Regions from separate parts of the Mus musculus genome. Here all the other regions are linked to region 3. The links are chromatin contacts, called in public HiChIP or PLAC-seq and capture Hi-C maps. All regions are on one chromosome and are shown on one strand. The core of a region is the stretch at or near the end of the contact, and the rest is flanking DNA. Distances in the headings are between cores, read along the strand shown.

Region 1 (2,836 bases), core at 132-2,631, 130 kb after region 3:
TTTAAAACCACCTATACACATGCAATACCTTTGCAATGTCAATGATATATTATACTTCCATATATTATACTAATATTACACTTCCATAACTCTTTTGCAGATGCACGTGGCTATCACATGTGCTATAGACATTGCTATCTCAGTTTTCTTTCAAAGTGCCCGAAGTTGGAGAGATGGCTTAGTCAGTGAAGAACCCGCTGTATAGCCATGAGGATCCAAGTTCAGATCCCTAGCATCCACATAGAATCTGGATGTAATGCTAAGTACCCACAGCCCCAGAGCTGATGACCAAGATAGGAGATACTGGGTGCTCAATGGTCAACCAGTTTTGCCAAAGTTGTGAGTTCCACATTCAATAAGAGATCTTAAATATTAATAGAAAAAGCAAGAAAGGAAAATATCTGACCTTTAGCTTACACACATACACACAGAGAGAGGGGGAGGGCAATGGTGCAGGTATATGCCCACACATACATGCAATGCACACACACACACACACACACACACACACACACACACATCTTGAGTTTATTTCATAATTGTCCAATTTTCCTTTAAGAAGGAAAAAAAATGTTGCCTCCTGCTCTCAACCCTTGTTATGTCCATCACTCTACAACTTGGCCCCAAACCAGTTCTTTCTATAACTTCATCCTAACTCTTCTGTGGCAGAGACCTGCACTTAATGGACACGTCCCTGATCCCCTCTCCTGGCTGACTTTATCTGTGCCAGCGCAGGCAGAATGATGGGAAACCAAGGACGACCTAGAAGGCTTTGCCGAGTGAGGGGAATGAACAACACACTCATCGGAATCAGGATCTCTTATGATCTAAACATTTTTATTAGAGGAGGGCTCCTGATGAGAGCAGAGCATCTTCCCAAGAGCCCCAAACAGTTCACCATTTTGCTCAAGTGATTGTAGCAATCAAGGAAGCTCATTGGAATCTCGGCTACCCAAGCAAACATGGGCCATCTAGGTTCACCAAAGCAATGTTCCATGGATCCATCATCTTCTGACAATGACCTTCTTACACGTTGTCACCAACCCCACCCAACCCCTGTCTGTGTGCATCAACTTTCTGTATAGACAAGCTCTGTGGGCACTTCCTGCCTAAAAGACAAGTACTGACACTTGTTCTTCAAGCAGAGAGTTGTGGTGCTGAAGATGGGACTCGGGATTCTACGAGTACTTCGCAGATGCTCTAAGATGGAGCCGCATGCATCCCCAGCCCTCTCAAGGTTGGGAAAGAGACAGGACAACGATGTAGCACCTTCCATATGTCACTGGGTAGGTGGGTGGTTTGCTCATAACTCTTCTCCTCTCAGCAACTCACTGAAGCTAACCAGAAACCAAGTAACAGCAGGAAGCCACAGATAACTGCCAGCTGACTTTCGTCTCAGACTTCCACTTTAAATTGGCAAAACTTATGTTTGTGTTTGACAGCCCAGTGGTGGCTCAGCAATTCGAGACACAGAATCTCTTTCATTTCCACATTGCCTGGTTTCCCAGAAACCACGCTCAGATCTCTGAGCCACAACAAAGAGATGCACACTTAGCAAATCAACCCCCTTTGCTTCTTCCACGGGAGCATATGCATTTTCAATTTGGCATTTCCAAAATGTCTGCACCTAAGGAAACAGAGACACTTTTTAAAAGGCTGTTTGCTTTCAGCTGAAAATAGTTACCTCTTAAAAATATCTTTGTTCATGGACACGAGAAGTGAGCAAGAAAACCACAGCCTTCATCTCATAAGAGCTGCAACACTCACCATCTGAGATTAACAAGATGTACAACAAAGAACCATGCCAAGAAACTTGAATTGAGTGGGTCTGAGACCCTGGCACGCAGGCACCCACCTGAGAGGGTAAGTGTCTCCCTGATCCCTGCCAGATTCCTGGCCCAGAACACGTGGCCACACTACCCATGTCGCTCAAGTAGCCCAGAACAGAATTCTACATGCTAACAAGGCATCTAGATGCCCTGGAGGTTTAACCAATAAGCTTCCCTTCCCAGACATTCCTTCCTGCAAAAGGTATTTAATCTCTGGTCCACCCTGAGAAGGTGGTATGCACCCCTTTTCCACAATGAACAAGCAATAAACTGTTTGGAACCAAGGACTGTCTCTTCCATCAAGGACCACTGTGGGGAACATGGAAAATACCTTTGCCTACAGAGCCACAGCCTACAGAAGGCCCCTTTGTGCTCCCAGACAACCACTGCTAAGCTAAGGACAATAGCAAATGAGCTAACTCAGCATTCCCCATTCCCCTGGCCCTGGGCTCATCATCATCCTCAGCCCTCAGGACTCCAACTCCATTCCCAGCTCCCTGAGACCCAATGGCGTCAAGATGTCCAGGAGTTTGGGAGCCCTAGGCCCTGGCCTCGGCGCTAACCCATGGACCTCCGGCCCTCTGTTCCTGACTCCACTGTGCAGTTTTCCAGAGGTGACTGGATTCCCGGGAGTCAGGGAACCCAGCTTCGGTGTCCCTCCCTGAGCAGTGTATCAGCGCTTCGATTGAGCCCAGCACCTGACAGCACGCAGGCTAGCCCACAGCAGGGCAAAATGCAGACCCACAACATGACTTACAGGAAATACTACATGCTCAGCAAACGTTAGTGGAGATGGGGTAAGAAAGGAAGGGAAGAGGGCAGAGGGAAAGGGAGGAATGCTTACATACATAGAAAATTCCACACTAATAAGTAAGAAACTATTGGCTGTTGACAGATAAGTAACTGAGACATTGACCTAACAAATTAGAAAAGCAGGGCCTTGCTCTGTGTGTTTCTCTAAAGTCATCTGTAAGCTTACTATGGAAATATATTCCTTCCATTAAACA
Region 2 (2,997 bases), core at 205-2,704, 180 kb after region 3:
ATCTGCATGTTGTGCCCTTGGTGACCAGAAGAGGGTGTTCTATCCTCCAAAACTGGAGGCAGAGTCAGTTGCAAACCACCATGTGGGTGCTGAGAGTTGAACCTGGGTCTTCTGCAAGATCAGTAAATGCTCTTAACCGACCAGAGCCTGTACACTGATGTGGGAGGAGATGGTGGGTGAATAGTGTGCAGACTTGGACCCTGCCCTTTCTTTACGCATTCCACTAACCATGGGATGGAAGGTTCTGCCTCTCAAAACCTTCAGTTCTGCATCTGTGAAATCATATTAGCAACCTTGAGTCTAAGTGGTCGGTGTGAGTATTAGACGTATATGCTCGGTTTATTAACTTCAGCTTCACGTCAGAGTAGGAGATGTATAAAGGGAAAAACAAAACAGAGCATAAGGTATAGTAGCCTCGGGCAGCCATCTTCCAGTAACTCCCCAAAATGATGAACACAAAGGGAAAGAGGAGAGGCACCTGGTATATGTTCTCTAGGCCTTTTAGGAAACATGGCATTGTTCCTTTGGCCACATACATGGGAATCTACAAGAAGGGTGATATTGTGAACATCAAGGGAATGGGTACTGTTCAAAAAGGAATGCCCCATAAGTGCTACCACGGCAAAACCGGAAGAGTCTACAATGTCACCCAGCATCCCGTAGGTATCATGGTAAACAAGCAAGTTAAGGGCAAGATTCTGGCCAAGAGGACCAGTGTGTGGACTGAGCACATCAAGCACTCAAAGAGCAGAGACAGCTTCCTGAAGCGGGTGAAGGAGAACGATCAGAAGAAAAAGGAAGCCAAAGAGAAGGGCACCTGGGTGCAGCTGAAGCGCCAGCCTGCGCCACCCAGAGAAGCACACTTTGTGAGGACTAACGATAAAGAGCCTGAGCTGTTGGAGCCCATTCCATACGAATTCATGGCCTAATGTACAAAAATGAAATAAAGGACCAGGACTGGAAAAAAAAAAAGGTATAGTAGCCTCAATAGACACGAGCTGCCTTTGCCACTCTTGATTAACTCCCACAGCCTTGCTCCACTGACCTGCTAGTTGCCATGTCTCTTTGTTGGCTGGTACCCGTTCGTTTATCACTTGATCTGCCTGCAGGGCTTGAGACTCTCAAACCTTCTTCCCAGCCGACCAGCACCCTGGCCTCATCTCAGTGACCCAATCCTGTTTCCTAATGAGCCATTTGTCCCTCGAAATGATTCAATCAATGGAGTAAGAACTCCGCCATGATTAGGAAAGCTGAGGGAAATGGGCAACAGGACATGGCACAGTGACATTCACATTCACATTTAGAACCATAAAAATGTGGTAACTGGTTCTGCCTTTTGTTCCATCCAGTTGTCTCATTTTGAAACTTTCCTGGAAGAGACTGAGTATTACTGGACGCTATGATGAGGTAGACATTTTTTTGTTGTTGTTGCCCAATCACATGAGAATCATGTAGAACGGACAGCCAGTGAGGAAATGATGTCATTCTTGAGACAAAGAGAGGAAGTTGCTGAGAGAGCATGGGGGAGGGGAGGGGTACTTCAAACACCCATCAGTGAATCATTATGCGTTTAATAGCTTGAGCCTCTAGGTTACCAATTCTTTCTCTCACAGTAATATCTAGCTCCTAACTTCCAAATCCTTGATCAAGTGGATTTGTTGCATATACAGATTACACAGTGATCTGGGACAATGAACACACATAAGCAATGTCACAACAAATCACTGCTCAACATTCTGTCTATAGCTTGTAAGATTCCTCTGTATTTGCCATTTCACCGAGAACTAGAATTGTGATCAGGTGCAAAGAAAACAAAATCCCATGGCATTGTGATTTGGTCATCCCCACCCAGAACCAGACCCAACCAGTCTCTGCACCGGGTCCCATGCTCAATAATCAGGACCTTGTTTGCCATCCATCTGACTGTAACCACACTCGTCCTGTGTTAACTCCTAGGAACCATCTGCTAACACTGACTGCTGTGTGGCAGGACTTTCCATAGGAGACGCCACACATCTACTCACCCCAGACAGAGAGTCCATGACAAACCACAGTATAGATACCCCCCAAGTCCAACTTGGTGTACTAATAACACATTTTGTTGAGGTTACTTACAGAAATATGGGTTAAGGATTATTTGCAGGAGGAGAAATGATTCAAAGATAGCTGCATGATGAAAGACAACCCCAGCATAAGTAACAGCTCAAAATCTAGGAACCTGGAGCATACAGTACAGCATGTAAGCAGCTCAACAGGTGGGAGAGTGCCCTCTCCAAGAGGGCCAGTCTCCTTTCCATCCATCCTTGAAGATTCAATCACTTACCCAGGCTTCCAAGTTGGAGCCATCTGAACACTTAGTGGGGGCACTTGTCTCTCTCTGCCTAATCCTAAAGTAGGACACTCCCCCCCAATCCCTCACCCCACCACTTTTCTTGTTATGACTGAAACAAAGAATGTACTACTAACACTTTGTGTCTATGTCATATCCAGCTTGGGCGATGTTCTAGCTTCATTTCTGGTGCTGTGATAAAATACCCTGACCAAAGTAGCTTAAGGAAGGAAGTATTTATTTGTCCGACAGTTTCAGATATGGTCAATGATAACAGCGAAGTTAAGACAGGAGCTTCAGCAGGTAACCACATCACATCTGCCATCAAGAGCAGAAACGTATACAACCGTGGTGCCTACTTACTTGCTTCCTAGCTTTCTCCTGTCTAGGGAATGGTTCTGCCCATAGTGTAATTGCTCTTCTTACATCAGTTAACAATCATGAAAATCCTTCACAGACATTCCCATTAGCCAACATGTTCTAGATAATTTCTCACTGGGAATAAAAGTCTCCCCAGGTGATTCCAGGTTGTATCAAGTTGAACGTCAAAACTGACAGTAGAGGCCATAACAAAATTGATCTAGTCTGTGTGGCCTAAACAGTAGAAATCCATTTCTTATAGTTCTGGAATTGGAAAGTCCAAAAAATCAAGGGGTTAGCAGGCAGGA
Region 3 (3,104 bases), core at 347-2,846:
CGGGCCACTTCCTTCCCTATGGAGCTATTGCCTAACTTTTCCAAAGCTGATATTAATATCTCAGACCATTATAATATAGTTATTTTCAGGGAAGGCTGGGAGGAAGTCACGTGGCATCAATTGGTCCCATGGGGTCTCTTAAGTCTCCATTTAGCATGTTGTTTTTGTTCACAGCAACAGCAATGGAGTGGAAACAGCAAGGAAGTCACCATTTATTGTGTTAAGTGAATAATTATTTTCTAGAACTTGTTTGGTTAATGAGTAAGTATTCCTTTTTTAAGTGTATGAAGGCAGCTAGTAGCTGGGTCAAAGGTATGCACTCACGTGTGCACGTACACACATACACACATGCATGCATACACATATACACATGCATGCACACACATGCATACACAAGTACACACACAGAGGCATACACATGCACACAATGGCACACACACATACACACATGCATGCACCCACATAATACACACACAGGCACACACACACACACACACACACACACACACACACACACATACACACAGATTTAGGCTACCACCCATTCTATGGCATTTTCTTGACTGATGTTCACTGTAAGAGGGCTCAGTCCCTTGTAGTGCCACCACTACGCAGGTGGTACTGGATGGCATGGAAAACAAGCCAGTAAGCAATCGTTCCTCCATGATCTCTGTAATTTCCTGCCTCCAGGTTCCTGCTCCAACTTTTCTTCATGAGAAACTATAAATTATAAATCCCTTCCTTCCCAAGTTGGTTTTGGTAGTGGCATATATCACAGCAATAAAAGTCTAATTGGGACACAGAATGAGAAATCCTTCCAGTGATTTCTGGTAGGAGAACCTGCCAGTTCATTGGCATGAGAAGTAATCTGTCTTTTACAAAGATGCATCAGAAAAATACCAATTAACTATTCTTCAAGGTGGCTGCAGTCAGACATACACCTATGGTCCTAACACTGGGGAAACTGAGTCAAGAGGCTCAGTAATCATATTTGAGTGACTCTGATGCCAAGTGCATTCTGAGATCCCGTCTTTAAAATGATTTTTAAAAAAATGTTGTGCAGTGTAGTTTTTTTTTGAAGATCCTGGAGTGAGAAAAGAATGTATCTAAAAAAGAAAAATACAAATTTTCTTAATCAGAGAGAGTCTGAGAGTTGTTTGCCCCAAAGACTAGATCTTAATACGAAACCTTCCTCAGTTTTTATACTGTATTAAAGTTTTATCCTTAATCAGTAAGCCAGCAAAATAGGTAATAAACCTGTTCTTTCTTAATTTAGTCAGATCAAAGTATTAAAGTTGTTCAGTTCACATAACCCATTCGCTATAACCAATAAATAAGTGTAAAAGGTTTTATGACCACGGGTGTGAGAACGTCTCCTGGGATACTGTCACGCATAGCAGTTACGAGACTGCGCATGCATTCCCACCAGAATGCAGGATGTAAGGAGGCGTGGCTCTGTTCGAGTCATTCTTCCTCCTGGAATCCCATCCAGAGGGGCTGCTTTCAGCTGCTGCCCTCACAGAGGGTCCACCACCTCCTTGACAGTGCCAAGCTTATGGAAGTTTAAAGGCACTCTACGGAGCGGAAGCTGGGCACAAGCTAACGGGGAATGAGGGACAGTTTACTAATGACTCGGGTAATTATTCAACTTGTGAATGGACGGACTAGGGCCTTTGATTCGCCTTCTCTTTTCTCCCTAGTCTTTTAATTGCTCATAAAAGCCTTGTGAAGTCAGTTGGAGCAGGAAGTGAAAACTGAGCTCATCTGGTCTATCGGGTTTCTTTTGAGTCATTCCAGTTACCGTGCGGAAGCGGAAGTGATTGAACCCGCTGGCTGACTCAAGACTGGGGCCCAACTGTGGATTCTGCTTGCCTACCCCACCACATCCAAATCAGAACAATGGCCACAGACGCTGGGTGTGGAGGTGTGTAGCAGGCAGCGCTGTAGGAAGCACGGGAGACTGATTTATCAGCTCTTTGTATTTTTATAGAGGTAAAAATGGATGCCCAAAGAGCCAAAGGGAGTTTACTAATGTCACAGGGCTCATTTTAAATGATGAAGTGAAAATGCCATTTAGGATTTGATAAATAACAGTGGCTATATTGTATTAATGTTATACTGGTTGTGTATAGTAAGCACAATACAGGAATTCAACAGGAGTTCCATCTTGGACATGTGGGTTTTTTTTTTCTAGAAATAGTTGCTTTCATTATGAATTTCAAAGATGATTTATAAGCCATCCAGTAACAATGTTTCATTTCAGAGCATAATGTCCATCATCATGTGGCTGGAGGCAGCAGCATACCATTTAGCTCACAGACACACAGAAGATAGCAGAGCTATCTCTTGATGGAAGTATAGAAATATCTTTAAGCCACGAGCCAGACTGCCCCTGTTCCTATAGAGATGTTTTTAAGGCTTATTTTTATTATATGCATGCATGCACACCTGTGCATGTGCACAGATATATGCACATTAAGTGCAGGTTCCCTCAGAGGCCAGAGGTGTCAGGTACCCTAGAATTAGGATTACAGGTGGAGGTGGCCACTAGCTACCTGATGTGAGTGCCAAGAGCTGAGTTCATGTTCTCTGCAAGAGCAGCAGGTATTCTTAAATGAGGAGGCATCTCTCCAGCCTCATCCTGCAAAGCTCTTAAGGAGCCACCTAGAGAGAAAGCCAGGTCTTCATCTGGTGGGGAGGGAAAGAGGAGGGACAGGGGAGTAGGAGCAATGATGTCTTCACCTGTTCCCTTTGTCGCTACACAAACTCTCTCCTCCTGCATCTGGAAGGTATGACTTTACATTTTGCACAGTCTGGGAGGAACATCTGTCTGTAAACGGCTTAAAACAGCTTTAATGTGTAATAAAACTCCACTACAAGACTCTGCTACTGAGAAGAGACTCTAGAACAAGAAAGGGCAGTTTTGAAGGAGACAGAAAAATGAAGCAAAACCTCCTGCTGGTGAGCCAGGTTCTCCTCAACTTCAGAAAACTCAAGAAACAAATATCAATGCTCTGTGGGCTAGGGGATGCTCAAATGAACTATCCAGAAAGACAGCCTGCCACACAGATTTATGAAGTAGCCAGTGTAGAAAGGGACAGGGC

Evidence for each region. HiChIP or PLAC-seq counts read pairs in DNA pulled down with a chosen protein or histone mark. Capture Hi-C pulls out chosen DNA fragments and counts their contacts.
Region 1: a BATF HiChIP or PLAC-seq map of CD8 T cells shows a contact between it and region 3, with 13 read pairs. The contact joins two enhancer-like sites. A contact is called at or near these places in 3 of 39 promoter capture datasets (3T3-L1-derived adipocytes, the HPC-7 cell line and liver), 7 of 484 Hi-C or Micro-C datasets (the C2C12 cell line, the N1E-115 cell line, Th1 cells and 2 more), 3 of 115 datasets of contacts at active chromatin or transcription factors (CD8 T cells, effector CD8 T cells and fibro-adipogenic progenitors) and 1 of 9 other capture datasets (bone marrow-derived macrophages).
Region 2: a capture Hi-C map of bone marrow-derived macrophages shows a contact between it and region 3, with 3 times the contacts expected there. The contact joins two enhancer-like sites. A contact is called at or near these places in 5 of 484 Hi-C or Micro-C datasets (the N1E-115 cell line, bone marrow-derived macrophages, liver and 2 more), 2 of 115 datasets of contacts at active chromatin or transcription factors (microglia and pancreatic cancer cells) and 1 of 9 other capture datasets (bone marrow-derived macrophages).

The regions. Positions count from the first base shown.
Region 1 is chr1:184,572,135-184,574,970 of GRCm38.p6, forward strand. No RefSeq gene overlaps it. Among named protein-coding and RNA genes, the nearest start is that of Gm23349, 6.7 kb to the right of the region's middle. Within about 2 kb of position 1,382, at least 20 of the 459 cell types and tissues checked have an H3K27ac peak or open chromatin away from gene starts, as enhancers often do. A contact at or near this core is called in CD8 T cells, the HPC-7 cell line, Th1 cells and 1 more, where this site is marked.
Region 2 is chr1:184,616,802-184,619,798 of GRCm38.p6, forward strand. It overlaps the pseudogene Rpl21-ps1. Among named protein-coding and RNA genes, the nearest start is that of Gm23349, 38 kb to the left of the region's middle. Within about 2 kb of position 1,455, at least 47 of the 459 cell types and tissues checked have an H3K27ac peak or open chromatin away from gene starts, as enhancers often do. A contact at or near this core is called in bone marrow-derived macrophages and microglia, where this site is marked.
Region 3 is chr1:184,439,640-184,442,743 of GRCm38.p6, forward strand. No RefSeq gene overlaps it. Among named protein-coding and RNA genes, the nearest start is that of Gm34229, 9.1 kb to the left of the region's middle. Within about 2 kb of position 1,597, at least 161 of the 459 cell types and tissues checked have an H3K27ac peak or open chromatin away from gene starts, as enhancers often do. A contact at or near this core is called in CD8 T cells, the HPC-7 cell line, Th1 cells and 2 more, where this site is marked.